Regions from separate parts of the Gossypium hirsutum genome. Here region 1 is linked to region 2. A link is a contact called in public Hi-C data. All regions are on one chromosome and are shown on one strand. The core of a region is the stretch at or near the end of the contact, and the rest is flanking DNA. Distances in the headings are between cores, read along the strand shown. Region 1 has its middle 32 kb from the start of LOC107896791. Region 2 holds the start of LOC107896792 (E3 ubiquitin-protein ligase MARCHF8).

Region 1 (6,182 bases), core at 1,895-4,394, 200 kb before region 2:
TTATACTTTGTTGTTAGCTCATATATTGAATTTTTTTATATTGGTATTAAACTAAATCTTTATTATTCAGTTTATTTTAAGTGTTGAATTTTATTTTTTGTATAACCTGATTAGATTAAATGTTAATCTTTTAAAAATCAAATAACAAAAAATGATTCATATTGTAATATATCCTGTCTCTATTTTGCTTTTTTTTTTTTTTGCTCAGTAAGGCAATTACAAAATTGCAACTGCCGTAACATCAGACAAAAGCAAATATTACCCTTGACAAACAACCCACACCCAAAAACAAAACCACCCACCTACAAAAACCACAAAACACCACAGACCTGACCTTTTTAAACGCTGCTACTCATAAAATACAATAATAAAAACCTGCATCAAAACCACATAATACATCCATAACATCAACCACACACTTGAACAAACATAATAATCTCAGACAAACTTACCGCCAAGCCTTAAACATACTAGGTTTACTCATTCTAGCCGATGCTAATGACTCTGCCATTTCATTTCCATTCACCTCAGCAATTAAAAATGAAAGCTTTCCCACACAGGCAATCCTCAGATCTACAAATAAAACTTGATGCGACCAAAGTCTCCTTAATTTCTCCAAAATCCAATTATAAACCACACTTGAACCCATCTCAATTATCAAAGAACTAGACCCCTTCCAGTCGATGTTAATAAAAACGTCCAATGCAGTGATAATGGCTCCCAATTCAGCTGTCTCAGCATCACAGGTGTCCCTTGGTCCCAAAAATAAAGCTCTAACAATACCTTCCTCATCTCTCATCACTCCACCACCACCCATAGTGCCCTCAGAAGCAATTCCGCTAACATTAAATTTCAGCTAACTATGTGGAGGATAACACCATCCTCTTGAAACAGAATTTGAAAAACTGCACTTATAAAGGCAAAACCACCATAATCTCTCCTGAAACCTGCACTCCTCAAAAGCAGCCCTTGCCCATAATAAAGCCCTCATCTTGGAATGAAAGATCAATGTATCCATCGTCAGAACTTTTTTTTCAAACACCATCTCATTCCTCACAAGCCAAATCGACCAACAAGAAGCTACAATTCCAATCAACCATAGACTCTTACAAGAGCCAAGGATCTTCACTTTGAAAACTAACGAATAAAATTCTTCAAAATTTCTCACCACGTTCCATCCAGCATCCCACCAGTTAAAAATCCTCTTCCAAAATCCCGCAATAAAGTTACAACCAAAAAATACATGATCCGCCTTCTCCAACACTCTGTTACACCAAGGACACACATTCAAAATTTCAAGAATTTTCACCCTTCTCTTAATTAAGAAATCCTTCGTGGGGACTCTGTTAATCGCTAATAATCAAAGGAAATTACGCACCCTAGGAGGAACTCTCAATCTCAATATTTTATCAAAAGCAAAACAGGAATCCTCCCCCTCCCCCTCCCCTTCATTCAGTAATTTAGTTAACTGTTTCACTGAGAATTCACCTTTATTATCGTACGCCCATAATATCCGATCCTCCACCTCCGGAACCAAGACCATGCAACTCACCCTTTCAATAAGACCACACAGCAACTCCACTTCCCGAGCCAGCAAAGGTCTTACAAACAAAACTTCCTAATTAACATTGCTAAAACCACAATTAAACGAATAATCAAAAACCAAACCATTTTTGAATTTAGCTAAACGAAAAAGTTGAGGGAATTCCAATTTTAATGGACCATTACCACACCATATATCTCCCCAAATCCCCCAACCATCTACTCACTCTAGCATCCAACGAATTTTCACAATCCCTCTCCAAACCATCGACATATCTTTCAAATTGTTCGCTCTAAATCTCCGCTGTTTCGCATTAGAACCATACTTAGCTAAGATTACTTTGCTCCACAACGCTTTTTTATCAACCGCTAAACACCATCCCTATTTTGCTAAGAGGGTTTTGTTCTTAATCCCAAGGTTAACCACACTGGCTCCACCTTTTTCTTTTGGATTGCATATCTGTTTCCAGTAACTTTTGCCATTTTTCTTTTACCATCAAAACCACCCCACAGAATGTTTCTCCTAATTTTATCAATTCTTTTAATTACTGTCACCGGTTCCTGAAATAAAAACATGAAGTAGATAGGTAAGGACTATAACACTGCATTAATCAACACGATCCTACTAGCCGACGACATGGTTCTGCATTTCCAACATGATAATTTCTTTCTAAATCTCTCAACCACAACCTCCCAAGTAGCCACCCTCCTCGGATCCGCTCCCAAAGGTAGACCCAAATAACAATTAGGCAACACCCCTATCTTACTGCACCAAATAACAAATAGGCAACACCCCTATCTTACATTTGCAGATAGCTGCCATACGATAGAGAAATTCATCATTCACCCCAATCCCCACAAATCATGATTTTTTGAAATTTATACTCAATCCCAAAAAAATCTCAAAACAACGGAGTATAAATTTCATATTTTCCACCACCTTTTCCTCTGCCTTTAAGAACAAAATAGTATCATCCGCAAACTGTAAATGCATTATCATTTGATCCGGAAGAACACCATGAATACCTTCAATTAATCCCAACGCCCCAGCTTTTTCCAATAATAAATGAAGCACTTCCGTGACCAGAATGAACAAGAAAGGAGATAAGAGATCTCCTTGGCGCAGCCTGTAATAGCCTGATTTTGGGCTTAGTCGGGACAGTGGTTTCAAAACCACTATTTTGAGGTTGGATAAATTATTTTAATATTATTTTATGTGTTATTACATGATTATATGAGTGCATGAAAAATTTGGTGCATTAATTTTAGCGATTTCATGCTTAATTGCGAAAAAATGACTAAATATATTAAATAGCTAGAGAACCAAAATTTGGGGTGTTTAAAGTGCAAATAGACCCTAAGTAGGGTGCTTGGCCAGCCATAGAGAGAAAGAGTTTGAAAAGTCAAAGTTGTGGGTATTAGGTAGCTTATTTGGCATTAAAATAAAACAAAAAGAAAAAGATGTCATCTTTTCATCTTTCTTCCTTCCCCCACCAAAAATACCAGAAAAATAGAGGTTTTGAAAGCTCAAAATTTCAGCAACTCCCATCCCTTGCAAGCAAGTGATTTTGATGATCATTTTTGTTGATTTTTGTCTTTTTGGGACTCTTGTAGCATGAACTAGCTAAGGGGGAGACTATTTTGTGAAATGGTTGATAGTCTAGTGATTTGCCATGAAAGGAATTATGTTTTTTGCTGAATTTTTATGGAAGAAAATGAGTCTTGGTTGTGTAATAAACAATTTTTCTGAAAGGATTTTCATGGAAAACTCCTAAAAGGGTCATTTTGTGAAAGTTATGAAATAAGTTGTAATTGTGTGAAATAGTAGAAATTTGGGGTTTTCATAAGAGTAATAAATGGTTGGTTAGGCTTGAATAATAAGGAAATTCGATAAAAATCGATTCCCGGGCTTAAGGGTAAAATGGTCATTTTGTGAAAGTATAGGGGCAAAATGGTCACTTTGCCAACAATGTGAAATTTGATTGCCCAAATTTATTTAGTGATTAAATGAGTGAATTTCATCATGTTAGATCAAGAAAATTGGGATTTGAGCTTAAGTTGAGAAAGTGCGTGGTTAAAGACAAAAAGAGAATAATTAGCCGAAATTGCATTTGAGGTAAGTCCCTGTGATTAAATGAGCATGATATTTATGCCATTGTTATTATACTTGAAATTTACCTTGCTATGATTGTATTAAAGTTTATATTGATGATATTGTATATGAGAAAGTGATGTCAAATGTAAATAACATTCATGGTTTGATTGAATGCTTGGAGATGTGATGGAATATGATATTCCCTTGAAACGGGTAAGTTGTATGTAAATAGTACAACTACATTGTTAACATATGTGTTTGAAGAGATATAGCATAAATTGCTTGTTTGTGGAATTGATTATGTATGATGGATATCGAGATAGTAGAACTCCTATTTGAACCTTAGGAAATAAATCGGATATCCATGCCATGACATTCGGGTTAGTTGTGTGCCAGTGTAAGACCATGTCTAGGACATGGCATCGGCATTGAGAGGAGAGCCAGTGTAAGACATGTCTGGGACATGCATCGGCCTCGAGATGTAAGCTAATGTAAGACATGTCTGGGACATGCATCGGCTACGAGATGTGTCAGTGTAAGACCATGTCTAGGACCTGGCATCGGCACAGATATGTGAGAGCTAGTGTATGACCATGTCAGGGGCATGGCGTCAGCCTCGATTTTGATAGTCAGTGTAAGACTATGTTTGGGACATGGCATCGGTATTATACCCTATGTTTGAGGCTTAGTGAATATCCGATAGTTTTATGAATAGTTCAACGGTAAGAGTTATGGTTTAAGCTACATGAGAAAGGTTATGATCATATTGTGAGTGGTATAGGTACTTACATGAAATTGATGAGATGTGAATTCAATTCATGTTATATGATTAGTAAGGAATGAATATGAGCATGTTGAGTAACACAGGTATGTATGCCAAGCTCATGAGCAATGATTTCAGTTTATGATGCACATTTGGTGAAGATGCAAATAAGTAATTCATGCTTATGAAAATGATTTTGTGATGACCTTGTGATTATAGGTCTATGATTATGATGTATGAATATGTAACCTTACCAATGTGGTGAAAATGAATTAATATGGTGTGATAAACATAGTATCGTTAATTTACACTAAAACAGTTTTGGACAGCAGCCATAGTCCAAATTTAAAAATCCACCAAAAATTTCAGAAATTGATTTAGAGGCTGAATAAAATATGAAATTAAATATTATTGATTCTAGTTTCATATAAAAGAAACGGTGTAAGCAAAAGAAGTCCATATTATGAAATATTTGAATTGTTGTGGGACAGAGTTAGAATGACTTTGAAATCCCCTACTTTGATTTGAGAAAATCATTGAAAATTGTAAAAAAATATTTATGATTTATAATTTATATGCTTAGAATCCTAAATGAGCCTATTTTCAATAGTAATAGACGGGAACATCATATAATTCCGTATTATGAGATAATTAATTTTTAGTAAAGAGGGGTCAGGACTATTAGATAGCAAAAAAGGGGTAAATTTAAGGAATAAACTGTACTATTTGGCTAAACCAAAAATTCTGAAAATTTTAAATTAAAAATATATGTGAGTCTAGTTTCAGGAGAAATTAGCGGAACTTAATTTGGAGTTCCGTAGCTCCAGATATAAATAATTTAGTAACTATAACTCGAGAAAAAAACTTGACTGGAAAATAAGTAAAAATGCAAATAGGGTCATCTTACCATGATAAGCAAGTTGATAAATTGCTTATTATTTTCATACGGTCTTACTAAGCTATAAAGCTTAGTCCCTTTCTTCCCTTTTCCTTAGTGTTTTTATGTTAGTTCGGGGTTGGAGATCATCGGAGGCAGCATCACACTATCAAGTCGCTACCTTTGGAATAATGAAGTATATATTAGAAATTTTCAAGTGAGTGGCATGTATAGGGATTTAGTTGATTTATATGTATTATTTTGCTTTGGCCAAATGTGTTGCCTTATAGTGAGTTATATGTATATGGCCATGAGATGTGGCTCATATTGATTATGGCTTGTAAGCCTAGCTATTCATGTTATGTCTAATGTTTATAATATGATTATGTTTGTTTGCCATGCATGGTTAGTAATATGACATGTGTGCTGGATGTATGCTCTATGACCAATTGAGGTGGTCATAGCCATGTAGTAATTGCACGTTATAAACACAACGTGATAATGATTGAACATGAGTGCTTGATGGATAAGTTGGTAACCATAGTATAATTGTAATAGTGGTTATCAAAATGACAAGTCTTATGAATGTGAAATAAGGAATCTAGACTTGGTATTGCATGAGTAGATGCATTACTTGTAAAATGATATGTTAACGTTAAGGATATGTCTTAAATAAATAAAGTGTTTAATCATTAAAATGATGCCATGATTTGCAAATTTTGATGTGCATAACGGTATAAGAGATTATAGGTAACATGAAGGCTTCGAAAATAGCCTAAGTGTTGGCCACACGAGTTGAGACACGGCTATGTGTCTCGCCCGTGTGAGGGACACGGCCTGGAGACACGGGCGTGTGGTCCGGCCGTGTGGATCGATGTTCATGTTGACATCTTAAATAGAGAGTT
Region 2 (5,758 bases), core at 2,861-5,360:
ATGAAAAATGAGATTTTTTAGAACAACAAAATTTTGGCAAAAGAAATTCTTAAAGAGTATAAGAGTATTAAAAAACACTTCGGAATCATGGTCTTCCATAGGTATGGGGAGTGTTGAAATTTTGGAAAAAATATCCTTATTGGAATCAAACCAATAAGATAAATTTCCATATATAAGCAGATTTTTTCTGTTGAGAAAAAATAAATTCGTGCTGAGCTAAACCTCCGTAAGCATTGGGCCCAATCGGTTCAAGCATTTCGCGTCGCCCACATCATGCAGATGCACCCCAACCCTGTAAGATTTAGACTTGCACACTCACTACGCGCAAGGCAAGATTATAAGCTTAGTCATTGAATTACGTTCACATATATAAATATATCTCACTTAATATTTAACTAATGTAAGATCTAAACATTTTATTTTTCCTTAACAATATTTTTAAATAGCTTATTCGAACATCAATTTTTTATTCACCACTCAACCATTTTAAACATATAATATACTGTTGTCTCATGGAGTAAAATATAAAACCAACTATCCACCTTTACCTATTAAGAATATACCTCAAAATTCTCATAAAATGCAAATTTTCCAACATTGGCAAAAACAGGAACTGCACAACTATAAACTCTAATTTATATGAATTGCTAAACAAACGAGTAAAAGAAAACTCGTAATCACATATACAATTGTTTCCGAGTTCTTCAATCGAGAGATACAAAGGATTTCAGCCACTAAACTTTTAAGCCATTTTTTTGGCTATTTTTTCATTCATTACAACTTGGGAAATTGCCTTTTTGCAATTATAGAAAGCACCACAACTTGCTTCTCTGCCCTCACCAATTGAACAGCCTCCTAACCGAAAATGCAGATAACACATTGCTGGTTTAACCCTTGAAACATTCAAGAGAAAGAAAAAAAATCAATTAAAATGGTAGGAAGAAAACTGTAGATAGACAACCTATTTTCTGACAAGTTTAGCTTGAAATCACATTGAAGAACAAACAGTTCAATACCACTAAACAGTGCTCAACAATACATTATCCATACAGGGATGTTTACAGTTAAGGAAACTACTTAATGGAAGTTACTCAGACTTAGGTGTAACTGTCAAACACGGGAACATTCAATATTTTCTAAGATTTTCGTGTATATTTCAAATTCAAATACTTCAAGAAAAAAAGATTTGGAGCAAATATAAGTTTGTCAATGTAGTCCAAGAACATTTACTGTAGTTATTGTTCTGTTAGTCTTGCACATCTTTATCGTGCAACATTGTTATTCAGGAATAGAGGGGCTCCTATTTTAGAACAAAAGGGGGTTTAATCAAACTGGACTATATGAAACGCACAAAATGTATAGCATGAAAAGTAACATAAATGCAAGATGAGCCATTTTGAAGTTTACTTGATAAGAACTTAGAAGCTATTTGAAGCACCTTTGATTCTTTTCTCAAAAGTTTGGAGTTAAAAACTACCAGAAGTTTTTCTCAATTCTTGTTTATTGAATAAGTAAAAATACAGAAAGATGTCTTAAAGCAACAGGCATTTGTTTAACACAAAGTTGATTTGCCATTAGAACATTACGGTTTAAAAAAGGTAGAAGAAACATATCTGATATTAGCCATGATATCAAAGAAAAAAGAACATATATCAGGAGCTAACCTGTCTCCTTCTTCGGCTTTGTAAGTACCATGTGCGAGCCACCACATACATCGGCAGAAGAAAGCCAGCAAATTGGAGAAGCAAAACCTGAAACTGCTGACCGAAATTCTAATTCAGTATTAGCTAGAAGTAAAAAAGAACAAAGAAAATGTAAAAGCATCCCGAGCAGCCCACAACCTTCATTATCTAGACTTACAACTACCTCTGTACTCTTATCAAGCATCATTTTAAAAGAAAATGTTTCAACTTATAACACAAAGTGCAACAACATATTAAATTTACATCCTGGCACATATGTATGACATTTCTTTGGCACCGTGTCCAATGCTTGTATGCAAAATATAAGCATTAAGGCACAACAGGCAAATGCAGACTGAGGAACTACTATGGTGCAATTGATAATCCAAAGATGTCGATTTGAACTCACGTTAATGAAAGTTGACGCCTCCTGTATCATGCCAAAATCCCTTGTCAACATAAGAAGTTGACGTACGAGCAGGATGATAAGCAACTGCAACAAATCAACAAAACATTCCAAACATGAGACGAGCTATTATTCTTTAGTAAAGAACGTTGAGAAAATAATTAAGCATTATTTGCTTACAATGAGGGCAACCAAACGAAGACAGGCAAGGCTACTGCTATTTGCAGCAACATAATCTTCATACTCTGATTGGAGTAGCTGGCTTTGAGAAGCAGTTAGCACTAGAAGATGCGAGTCACGGAGATCAATATGCGGGCTCCATGTTTGCCTGATCGTGAATATAATTCAAAGCAAACATAACAAAATAATCAAAATGAAATTTCAGGGACAATACAATACACGAGATCAGAAACAAGGATGTCATACTACAGCCTTCCTACTGCTATCAATGAATTGACAAGCATTTTCCGTGAGAATCTGTCCGAGAACATACAAGTTGAAACCAACCAAAAAACGTAGACATTGTATTTAAGAAGGAATGGGATGAACAAATATCTCCTATGGTCCAACAGGAAAGACACAGAAGTAGAAGCTGTTAACCAAAAAGAGGATTACCTAATGTCAATTGCCAGAACATCTGGATTGCTTCTGGTCGGAGGAAGAGAATAATTTGGTGAAAAAACCTGATAAAAACAGAGCAATATTGTACACATTATCTATCAAACACGTACTTTTTTTTATATATGCAAATTAAAAGAAAAGGGCTAAAAACACCCCCAACCTGTTTGCATATTTCGCAAGTTATGTCACCTTTCTTGTTGCACCATCTTTGAATGCACTTCCTGTGAGCAAACTGAAACAAAAATATATACACGATAAGTTAAAAAGACACTTCAAACATTTCAATCTGCAAACGCATCTTAAACCAGATAACCATATAAACAACCTATCAAGGTTTTTCATATATGTCGGATACAGGACACTGATACTTTAGGAAAAATAAAATCATGCTAATATATATAACTAGGTATTGGCTATATGAGTACCTAGTAGAAGTCATGGAAATGCAAAGAAGAAACGGAAACAGGTAAGAATATATTCTCTTTTCCTTTAAAATCTTTTACAAAAATAGAAAAAGATCAACATTTGAAATTTTCATATTGAAGCTTAGGAAATAACGTATGAAGAAAGAGAATAAGTCAAAAGGAAACTCAAACAAGGCATATGCTAATGCCAAGAAATGCTCGCATTCCAAAACCAATAAAACTACCTAGAAAACATCATAGCACCATTGCTACAAAACTGAAGCCCAACAAAGCCTACCCCTAAAAAAGCCCGGTTTTAGAATTAGCAATAAGTTGTGTATTTTATTACTATTATTAAATTGTATAATGGAATAAGCCAATAACAAAGAACCATCACTAGAGCCACAAAGTCAAGGGACAAGCCCCCAAAAGGAAAAGAAAAAAAAAAGAACCAAAGGATAAATAATTTTTTTTATATTTTTTACAACTACTCCTCTCCTAACCACAAAAAAAAAAAGTTGATTGGTAAGACCAATGAAACATACGATCAGAGTAATCTAAAGCATACAATCAAAAAACCCAGAAATATAAACTTAAAAGGGAAAAAGTTTAACCAAAAGAAAAACGATTTACCATCTTCGTTTAAAAAAGAAAAAGACCTCAAAACTTTAAAAACAGAAGGCGAGAAAAACCAAGAAAAGTAAAGACCTTGAGAGTGCCACTGCAAGCACAAGGAGCTTCCAAAGAAAGCAAATCATCTTCCTCTTGACATATCCTACACTCCACCACCTCTTTCACCTTCTTTGAACTATACCCAGTTTTTCCTTCTCCTTCTTTTCCACTATCATCATCACCACTTGCTTTCGTCATAGGAACAACAACATTAGTATTCCCAGCAGCTGTAGTTGAGATTGGTTGTCCTTCATTCACTGAAGAAGACTCAAAACAAGCTGCAGATGCTATATTTGTCGACACATACCATGAAATCATCCACCATTGTTTTCTTTTCCTTTTCCTATGTACTTTGTTTGAGTAATCTTTTACAAAAGGGACAACTTATGTTTTGTTTGACGAAAATGACCTTTGGTTGGGTTTTTATTATCGAGTCTGTCCCAACTAAAATATCTTGCCGTACCTAAACGGTTGAACTAGCTTTGGTATTGTAGGTGGTGGTCAGCTTGGACCAAACCATTTAACTACGACCAAGTGCAATTTATTGCTATTAGCATGCCGGTTCGGTCCGGGCGTAAACTCAAAGTCAAGTTCCAGTTTGCTCGTTTCCGTGAATAAAATTCAAATATTTAAATGGGTAAATTACATTGTATATCACTCAATTTTAAAAATTATAAAATAATCCTCCGAGTTTTTTTTATTACCAACCATTTACTAGGGAATGGAAAGGCATGTGGCAAATATAAAAATTGAGGTGATAACAAATTCAACTCTTAGCATTCATATATTTATGTCATTTTGATTTTGATTCTAAAAATTAATCATTAATATTTACACATTACATAATTTAATCTAATTATAAATCAATCTCAAGATTTCAAAACTTATATTTTTATATGTTTTTTAAATCACTAGTTTTTCAATAATAAAATTTATGTTTTGAAATTTCGAGACTTAAAGTTATATCTTATTTTTTTATAATTAGACTATATTATGGAAAGTGTAAACAATAAGACTAATTTTTTTATAATTTTTATAATTAGACTATATTATGGAAAGTGTAAACAATAAGACTATTTTTTTATAATTTGTTACTATACCAATTTTTATAACTGCCAAGTCATCTTTTAGTTATCTAATTAAGGGTTGATGATCAAAAAAGACAAACTCGATTTATTAATTAACTATTTTGTAACTTTTTTACAATCAAGCGACTAAAAAGGAAACTTATACATAGTTGAGTGAGTTTACCCTATTTAATTTAAATTTCATTTTTTTAATTAATAAAATATTATTAGTTCAATTTAATCATTATTTAGGACGGATAATGATTTTTAAAAAACACTTTTAAATTCGGAATCCAACTCCAACTTCTTAAACAATATTAATTCATGATTGACATTCAACGTTTAAGATTATCACTATAAAATTAAACAAAGTTGGCCAATGAACAAATACATCAAAGTTTATTCATTCATGTTTGATTAAATTTGAAACTACATTAATGGACCCTATCCAGTTAACAGCACAAGTTATTTTTAAATTCTATCTTACATGTAATATTGGTTTAATTTACTACTTAAAACATAATTTAGTTGTTCTAAATTACTAATTTTTTACATAGAAATTATTCAACTATCCAATTTTTTTATTAATTTTATACATATAAACCTATTAGTTTTTAGTTCAACGATTTAATGATAAAGTTTAAATTGTAATTTAATTAGATTAATCTCTTAATTTTTATAAAATGCAATTTAATAAGGACTAACTTGCATTTTTTTTAAAGCAAGAAAAATATAAAAACAAAAGCAACTATTTTCACTATGGATGGATGAAATAATTTTGAGTAGGGAATATGTGTTATCATGTTAATTTGGATTGAAGTTTTTCAACAAAAATAAGAGAAAATAAATAATTTTGAGTAGGAAAATCAGACGTGGCAAGTTGGGTGGAGATTTGTTAAGATAAGG

What was found. A called contact is a pair of places that touch in the nucleus more often than the background predicts.
Region 1: a Hi-C map of fibers shows a contact between it and region 2, with 4 times the contacts expected there. The contact joins the enhancer-like site here to the promoter of LOC107896792 in region 2. A contact is called at or near these places in 4 of 34 Hi-C or Micro-C datasets (fibers, hypocotyl and leaf).

Annotation. Positions count from the first base shown.
Region 1 is chrA10:81,437,778-81,443,959 of Gossypium_hirsutum_v2.1, reverse strand. No RefSeq gene overlaps it. Among protein-coding and RNA genes, the nearest start is that of LOC107896791, 32 kb to the right of the region's middle. Within about 2 kb of position 3,144, at least 4 of the 9 cell types and tissues checked have an H3K27ac peak or open chromatin away from gene starts, as enhancers often do. A contact at or near this core is called in fibers, where this site is marked.
Region 2 is chrA10:81,236,723-81,242,480 of Gossypium_hirsutum_v2.1, reverse strand. It overlaps LOC107896792 (E3 ubiquitin-protein ligase MARCHF8), which reads right to left and starts at 4,110. Exons shown (of 8, transcript XM_016822069.2): 1 at 4,078-4,110; 2 at 3,822-4,076; 3 at 2,870-2,941; 4 at 2,704-2,771; 5 at 2,269-2,416; 6 at 2,092-2,175; 7 at 1,665-1,757; 8 at 615-893. The coding sequence starts at 4,110. The coding sequence ends at 888.